Regions from separate parts of the Danio rerio genome. Here regions 1 and 3 are each linked to region 2. The links are chromatin contacts, called in public Hi-C and Micro-C maps. All regions are on one chromosome and are shown on one strand. Each heading gives the region's core, a stretch centred on a gene start, on an enhancer-like site or on the middle of the called end of the contact. The rest is flanking DNA. Distances are from core to core; before and after follow the strand shown.

Region 1 (2,700 bases), core at 36-2,535, 160 kb before region 2:
GCTCAACCAAAAATGTCAATTTTTTGTTGATTTAATGTGAAAAATGCGGTATAATTCACTCACTTTCAGGCCATTTTTGTAAGCATTTTTTCATACTTGTTATCTAAATAAATTGTAATGCATAGAAACATTGCACAAATGAGAATGATGTAAATCAATGATAAGTAAAAAAGAAAAAAAAAAGTTTAAAGCTACTGCAGCTGTATTAAGTCAGAAAATTAAGTCCTATACACAGGGGATGGCTTGAGTAATGGAGTAATTTTCATTTTTGTATGATAGTTCGTTCAAAATTTTAAATTATGTCACTGTTTTTTCATCCTATATGACTTTCTTTTTTCTGTTGAACACAAAAGAAGATATTTTAAAGAAAGCTGAAAACCTGTAACCATTGACTTTCATAATATTTATTTTTTTATTTATATATATATATTTTTTTACTATGGAAATCAGTAGTTACAGGTTTATCAGCATACTTCAAAATATCTTCATTTGTCTTCAACATAAGAAAGATTTTCAAACCACGTAAGGGAGGCTAAATAAATAATGAGTAAATTGTTAAATCTCTTTAAATCAGTGGTTACTGGCACATTAACAGTCAGAAAAAACATGAACAGGTGAAGCAAAATGAATTCTTCTTATACCCATGAAATTACATTGAGGTCTTATCAAACAAAACTGTTTGACTGTCATGAATAGGTGTATATTATGTTGTAAAAATGTTTGGTTTCTTCCACACACACCAGCCATTTTTGTCTCTGGTTTGTCTCTGTTCTTGGGACTATAATAATAGAATATAATAATAATAATAATAATAATAATAATAATAATAATAATAATAATAATAATTATTATTATTATTATTATTATTATTATTTTTATTATTATTATTATTATTATATTGTATTTATATAGATATAAACATAATATAATATAATATAACAATATAAATATTAAATTGCTCTCATAGACTGTATTTTGAGTTCATCCACTAGAGGGCATAACAGGATTAGGCCAGATCTGATAACCATCTGCATGAAAGCTGGAAAAGATCACAGCGCTCAGATTATTATAAACATCAAACAGCACAACCTTTTTTTCTTTTCTTTTTTTGCGATAGAACTGTTGCTTCTCCTTTACAAGTGTATTTTTTCTGGAAGATAACTGTAGTTTTAAAAACGAATGAGGAGTTTGTGAGCAGCAGTTTTTGTGACATTGACGGAGAGATCTCACTCTGTATATCAGCACAGATGTGAAGGGGAGGAGAGGAGAACTGGCAACCCTGGAAGAATGTAGTTTTTAAACACCCAAGCCTTGAGCTGCATCTGTCAGCTTCTGCTTAGGCTGTTGCTGGGTGTCCGACATTTTCTGAGGATTCGCTGCAAATCAGATGCTGTAGGTGCTTTAGAAAATTCTAGCATTGTTTAGATCATTTACTCAACCTCCTGCCATTCCGTACCTTTCATTTTATTTCTTTATTTTCTTTTTGGCTTAGACCCTTTATTAATTAGCGGTCGCCACAGCAGAAGTACCCGCCAACTTATCCAGCATATTGAATTTTATTTTATTTTAATTTATTTTATTTTATTTTATTTTTTTGCTGTTCTAAATGCATTTAGATTGAGATAAATCTAAGAATGCTGCAATAGTGTCAGTATATTTAAACTATTTATCAGAATTATCTTTGATTATAGAAGTCTTGAGAATGAATGGTCTTCAATAAAATAAAAGTTCAGAATAAAACACAACTTAGATTTTCTTAAATGATTATTTTTACGTTTTACGGATTTAAATTAAGTTGGATCATTTAAAAACGATTAGTATAGTATTAATGTTATTATTTGAGTCATTTAAAATGATTTAAAATTATTTAATGTTAATGAAGTATAAACAAATCTAAACCTTTATTGTGTATGTTTTACTATATTGTAATAAATTTTGTGATATTATAAATATTGTGATTAAAACAAATATATATTCATTATAATATGTTATTTTTTAGTATTTAAATGAATCATTACTCATAATAATACTAATACTAATAATAATAATAATAATAATAATAATACAAAGTTAATGTAAAACTTGGATTTTAGGATTCCAGAATTCAGTAAAATATTTTAGCAATTAAATTAAATTTATTATAAACGTTGATTCTAATTTTTATATAATTGCATTGCATAATATATTATTAACAGTACTAAATGCTTATATTGAAAAAATAAATGTAATTAAATGTAATTAAATAAAAAGTATATAGAAAGAGTTCAGATGCAAAAACCTGTAAGTGTAAGTGTTGAGTTTTTTTCCACTTTAAAGACCATACAACTAACTTATTCTTTGCCATAAAGGTAAAATTACCAAACATACACACACATGAAACTGATAAAAAAAAATCTGACAGAATTTAAATGTTTTTGCATTTAAACTCTTAATATTTAAAAATGTGTTTGATATTAAATAATAATTGATAAGATTAATGTTTAAAATATAATATGATCTAAAGCATCCTCCAGACAAGTTTTTCTGCTATACGATTCTTTCTTTCTTTCTTAGCTGGATTAGCTTGTCAGATGGTCATTTATTAGACAAAACAAACTAAGCAGCACATCCAGCTTTCCTCAGTTAGTTTCCACAATAATAATAATAATTAAAAAATTAATTAATAATAATGCAGAGCTTGACAATTTTTCTAGCTTCTCT
Region 2 (2,700 bases), core at 136-2,635:
CACACAACCAGGCCAGAGACTACTTACAACCAATACCTTGTTATGATTTTATTGGGCAGAAAATCCTCTGTCAGTACTTCAAGGTAATTTTAAACGTCTTATATTATTTATGAGACAATTTTAGAATTGGCATTTTTGTCGTTTGATATTCTATGACTTACGAGCCATTGTTTCGTCAAATGACAACTTTAGCTTGGTGTTTAGTAATTGAAAGCGTGTTGTTTAGGTGTTTAACAAGGCATTTGGTTCGGACTGGACAGTTTTGTGTACTTACAGATGCACAGTGCTCTTTGGCAAGTCTTGAGGGACATCAGTCATGTCCAAACGACTGCAGTCGGTCGTATCAAGCGTACACGTACAGTTTTGAGGACACGGTGCGCCATAATTGATTAACAGTTCCAGCGTCAAAAGCCAATAAAACACATGATATGAAAGTGATCCCATCTGTCCCAGCCACGCCGCCATTTTGTATCCAGTTGTCTCAGCGCTTAACGACTGATCTCTCTCATCCACAAACGGACAGCTCGAGCTTATTGAGTTTCTCAGAGTTCGAGTAATTCGCCTTCATTAAGTTGTTTGTTTACCCAGCGGTACTATCAAATTATACTGCGTTGCTTTCGGGCAATGCATCTGCCCTGAACTTGAAAACAGTCCCACAGTTTGAAAAAAAATCTCCTCTGCAGCACCACGTAAGTAAATCAAAGGTGAATCACGACGAGGCAATACAAGAAACTTGTCCAGTAGCCAAAACTAAATGCAGTTGTCCTTAAAAGGTTGAAAAGGGGGTCTGTATGGGGGATAGACGGGCGCTTTGTTTTGGCAAGAGCGATCCACTGAATCAAATGTAGTTTGAGGAGTTTAAATTGTCCACGGTGTTTCTGAACTTCTTATAATGTTTTGATCCTAAGGGATTCATTATAACGAAGAGTAAACACATAGTAGATCGTGTCCATTAACTCCACACGAGCGCGTTGAAGGAAAATCTAGGATCATCGGCGCTTTAAAGAAACTTTTCCACAGGGAAAACCGCACTCTTTAAAAAGTTTGAGGCTCTCGTTTCTTCTTACAAAGTATCCAAACTGCGACTCCACGATCAGTCAAGTAAAAACAATAAAACAGTTTTGAAGAGAAACAGTTCCAGTAAAGCCGTCCGACTGTTGTGAACTTTGCGGCTCTCTCGTTCGTTCGTACACTCTCTCCTTCCAGCGCGCGGTTGAAGGAATTGGGAAGCTTTTATCTTGATCTCGTTGTACGGTCCGAAAACTCTGATAATTTACAAATTCACCTCGCACTTCTAACCGTTTCCACCGCTTGTTTTCCCCCTCCCGGACTTTACTTTCTTTTTATCCAGACGTTCCTTCGTCCCACGTTGGATACATCAGAAGTGATAAAGATTCCCTCGTTCTGCTTTACAATTGGCTCTTGGGGCATGATTGACGGCCAGGCTCTGGCTCTCATTGGCTGCTTTGGAGCGCTCAGGCGCTGCGATTTTGGACTTGCCTGGGCCCAGCTGTCAGTCAACTCGCCTTAGCCCCGCCTATCTTTCCCACCCAGAGTGAGAAACCGCGCCCCCTCCTTTTACTCTCACTGCTTCTTAAAGGGACAATGATCATTGGGATATAATATAATATAATATAATATAATATAATATAATATAATATAATATAATATAATATAATATAATATAATATAATATATGATTCGGCTTAGTCCTTTTATTAGTCTGGGGTCTCCACAGCTGAATGAACCGCCAACTTATCCAGCATATGTTTTTACGCAGTGGATGCCCTTCCAGCTGCAAGCCATCACCGGGAAACTTTCATGCACATTCATTTAGACACATACACTATGGACAATTTAGCTTACCCAATTCACCTGTACCGCTTGTATTTAGACTTGTGGGGGAAACCTGAGCACCCAGAGGAAACTCACGCCAGCACGGAGAGAACATGCAAACTTCACAAAGAAATGCAACTGACCAAGCCGAGGCTTGTACCAGTGACCTTCTTGCTGTGATTATTATAATATTATTATATTATATTGTGTTTAAATATTATATTATATTATATTATATTATATTATATTATATTATATTATATTATATTATATTATATCATATTCTTATAGTCTAAATAATAAATCTATAATTTGTATTTATTTATGTAAAGTGAAAATAATATGTAGTCGATAATAATATTTAATATTCTGATTTGTAATTTTTAATATTTTAACTATGTAAAAGTGGAGAGAATTTCAATATTTATGTTGTTGTTGTTGCTATTATTATTATTATTATCCTTTCTAAAATTATTAGAACTATCAGACATAAAAAATATAATAATAAATACTACTGTTCTTCAACAACACAATGTGTGAGAAGAAAAATAGGTTAAAGAAGAAAGCTCACATCCTTTGAAAACATTTGACCGCATGAGCATCTGCTCTATTAAAGCAATCCAATCAAATGAGTTTTCAACTACTCCTGGAGGACCATTTTGTCCTCTTTAACCCAAACGGCATTTGGTATTTTAGCTGTCTATTCTGAGAGAGCTCTTGACATGCTTTCACACATGATTTATCTGTCAGTGTGCCTACTGTAAATCATTTGCTTTACAAATAACTTGTAAGCGGCACAAGTGTCAAGAGACTCTAAAGAGCCATAAAGAGACACAGATTGTGGATTTGAAGGGTGGCATCAAC
Region 3 (2,700 bases), core at 17-2,516, 190 kb before region 2:
AAAATCACATGAAAATGAAAACTTATAATATATAATAAAACAGTTTTACTAAACATTTCATATTCTGTGATTTGACTACTGCGAATGATCACATTGCGATATCGATGCTGAATCAATATATTGTGCAGCCCTACTGGCTAGTTAAGAGGCTCGCAAGATTTTGAGACACAGTTCATGACTGCCACCACTTTTACGACTCCATATTTAATCTGGAACCCATGACACTCGGTAAAGTCGGATCACATGGTAGAGCACTTTCCCTCAGTACGAAAAAGAATAGGAGAAAGTCAGTCAGCCGTTTCGACATCATGCAACAAATAACCAAGTGCGTACTAAAGCCACTGACACACGCGTTTTACAGTATACATCGACGCTACCTTTGAACAATAAAGAGGTATAGAATATAGGAGATTTTATCCTTTAATAATGATTGTTTATTAAAAACGGCTTGTTTCGCAATACCCCACGCCTGTTCCCGTGTGCAGTAAACATACAAGCAGAAACTGTATTTAATGCGGCTGCTTGTTGTGCAATCAGATGATTCCACATGAAAGCCAAGCAGCGCTGTAAAATCCATTTTCTGATCGATTATTACTTTATTAGTGACTCTCAATGATTGTTTTGATGTGTACATTAGCTCAAGATAACGGTGTACGATAAAACAAGATGCATTAGAGCAAACGCATATGTAGAAAAACAAACAAACAAAAAATTAAAATAATAAAAAAAATACCCAGCGCGACTGTCAGGCCTGTCAGGGTAACTGGAAACACCTGATCATCCAGGGCCTCACAAATCAACATCAGTGGCTGATTTTAACCATAAAAACCCTTACATATAAAATAAACATGAATAAAAGCGACTTAATGCCCTTTAACATCACAACAAATGATCTCGTTTGCTAATGTCACTCGTTAGCTTAACGTTACATGCCAATCACACATTCTCTCTCCATAAATCCACGATCATTCACTCGATTTCAGATATACAAGCATATATTCGGATTTTATAACTCACCTGGTTTATAAAGCAGGAGATCTAGCGAATATCAGTCTGTTTTTTTGTGCTGTGCTGTAGCCTGTAAGCTAAACTGCTACCGTGCCCTTACACGAGCCTGATGTTTATGAGGAAAAAAAACAAACAATAACTTCAGCTTCTGTCGTCAGTTGAAAACTGGATCGTTTTTGGCGAGTGTATGAGTAAATTAATCCGGATTCGGGAATACCGATACGGGCGCTGTAACCGTTGTTGCCCCCTGTTAACTGACGGTTCTTTTTTTCTCTTTCTGTTTCAGGATCTGCTTTAACTTCCTCCAAAACAACCCTGTGATAGCCAGCGATGTCATCACGCACGTGGCGTCATTGCGTATGCCCGCCCAGAAGATACGCCCTAAAAGAGGCTCTTCTACCCAGTGAATACTCTCTTAGTGAGATTTAAAAATATATTGACTCTAATAATTTATTTTGTAAGCAATGCCCAGAGTTCCTAGTACACTTATTTTGGCAATGCAGTTACACTAATTTGCAATTTTTGCAATTGTTGATGTTAGAAGGTTTATAAAGTCTTTTCCTAACTATGGGAAACTGTTTTGATTGGTTTTGTCAATTATAAAAAATAAGCTTTACATAAAAAGAAAATATATTTTCTTAATCATATTATCTTATTAACAACAAATTATATACATAAATGTAAATATTTAAACCAAAAACCTTTTTTATTTATATTTTGCTTACTGAAATGCAGTATTACTTTGAAACTATTTCTAACTCTTTCACAAAAATAGACTGGAAAACAACTGAAATTTGTAAATTATATAATATCTTTCTTTAATGTGTGATGTATATACCCATTTCGTTTTTTTTTTCTTTGTTTTTTTTAAATGTGTTTTTTGTTTCAATTTTCTATATAATGTAATGTGATTGTATATTCCCTCTTTTTTGCATAATAAAAAAGAGACTTTTCTCAAGACCCTTTTACTATTAAAGCCATTCCTATGGCCTTTACATTTTTATTTTATGGAACATATCATGTAGGTAATTTTTTTTTTTTTTGCACCTGTTTCCTTTTTTTTGTAATGCAAAGGTATGCTGATAATGGTAAGTTGATGTACATTACTATATGTTTAATAAAAGAAAAGAAAAGACCCTTTTATCGTACATTTTAAAATCAAATATTTTGTTAAGACACCTTTTTTTCTAAAAAAGTACAAACTATAAAATATGATAGCCCGATAATAACAAATAATAAAATAATCCAAATTAAAACAAAAAGTCATGCTTTTAATGACATAAAATTTCTAATTATTACATAATTTTTTTGGCCTAGATGTTTTTATTAAATCATTTTTTTAATTAAATTGTTTCTTTTTAACTATTTTTTACTTTGTTACATTGCTTTTACTTTGTTAGTTAGCATATATTTATATGAACAATTCCAAGTAATGTCCTAATTTATGTTATAGATGGCCAGCCTTTTAAAAGAAGAAGCTGAAATTGTTTATGGTTAAAATTTTTTTTTTGCATCATACAGTTATTGAATTTGATTGGGTTGTTTGGTCTATAGGATCCAAATTTAAGGTTTGTACTTCTTTCAATAAAGTTTTTAAATCATTGGGAATATCATTAATTATACTGTGTTGTATTATTGTTTTTTTACTGAGGGTTCAAAATTTAATATAATGAATTGAAAATAAATATATCT

Evidence for each region. A called contact is a pair of places that touch in the nucleus more often than the background predicts.
Region 1: a Micro-C map of caudal fin shows a contact between it and region 2, with 4 times the contacts expected there. The contact joins the enhancer-like site here to the promoter of lrig1 in region 2. A contact is called at or near these places in 2 of 18 Hi-C or Micro-C datasets (caudal fin and an unstated tissue) and 1 of 4 datasets of contacts at active chromatin or transcription factors (caudal fin).
Region 3: a Hi-C map of hematopoietic stem cells shows a contact between it and region 2, with 2.1 times the contacts expected there. The contact joins the promoter of rab7a here to the promoter of lrig1 in region 2. A contact is called at or near these places in 2 of 18 Hi-C or Micro-C datasets (hematopoietic stem cells and an unstated tissue).

What each region holds. Positions count from the first base shown.
Region 1 is chr11:18,371,461-18,374,160 of GRCz12tu, forward strand. The region is part of intron 5 of slc25a26 (solute carrier family 25 member 26); the gene reads left to right. Among named protein-coding and RNA genes, the nearest start is that of slc25a26, 27 kb to the left of the region's middle. Within about 2 kb of position 1,286, at least 6 of the 62 cell types and tissues checked have an H3K27ac peak or open chromatin away from gene starts, as enhancers often do. A contact at or near this core is called in caudal fin, where this site is marked.
Region 2 is chr11:18,531,739-18,534,438 of GRCz12tu, forward strand. lrig1 (leucine-rich repeats and immunoglobulin-like domains 1) reads right to left here and starts at 1,386. Exons shown (of 20, transcript XR_012387111.1): 1 at 275-1,386.
Region 3 is chr11:18,342,506-18,345,205 of GRCz12tu, forward strand. It overlaps rab7a (RAB7a, member RAS oncogene family), which reads right to left and starts at 1,267. Exons shown (of 6, transcript NM_200928.1): 1 at 1,018-1,267.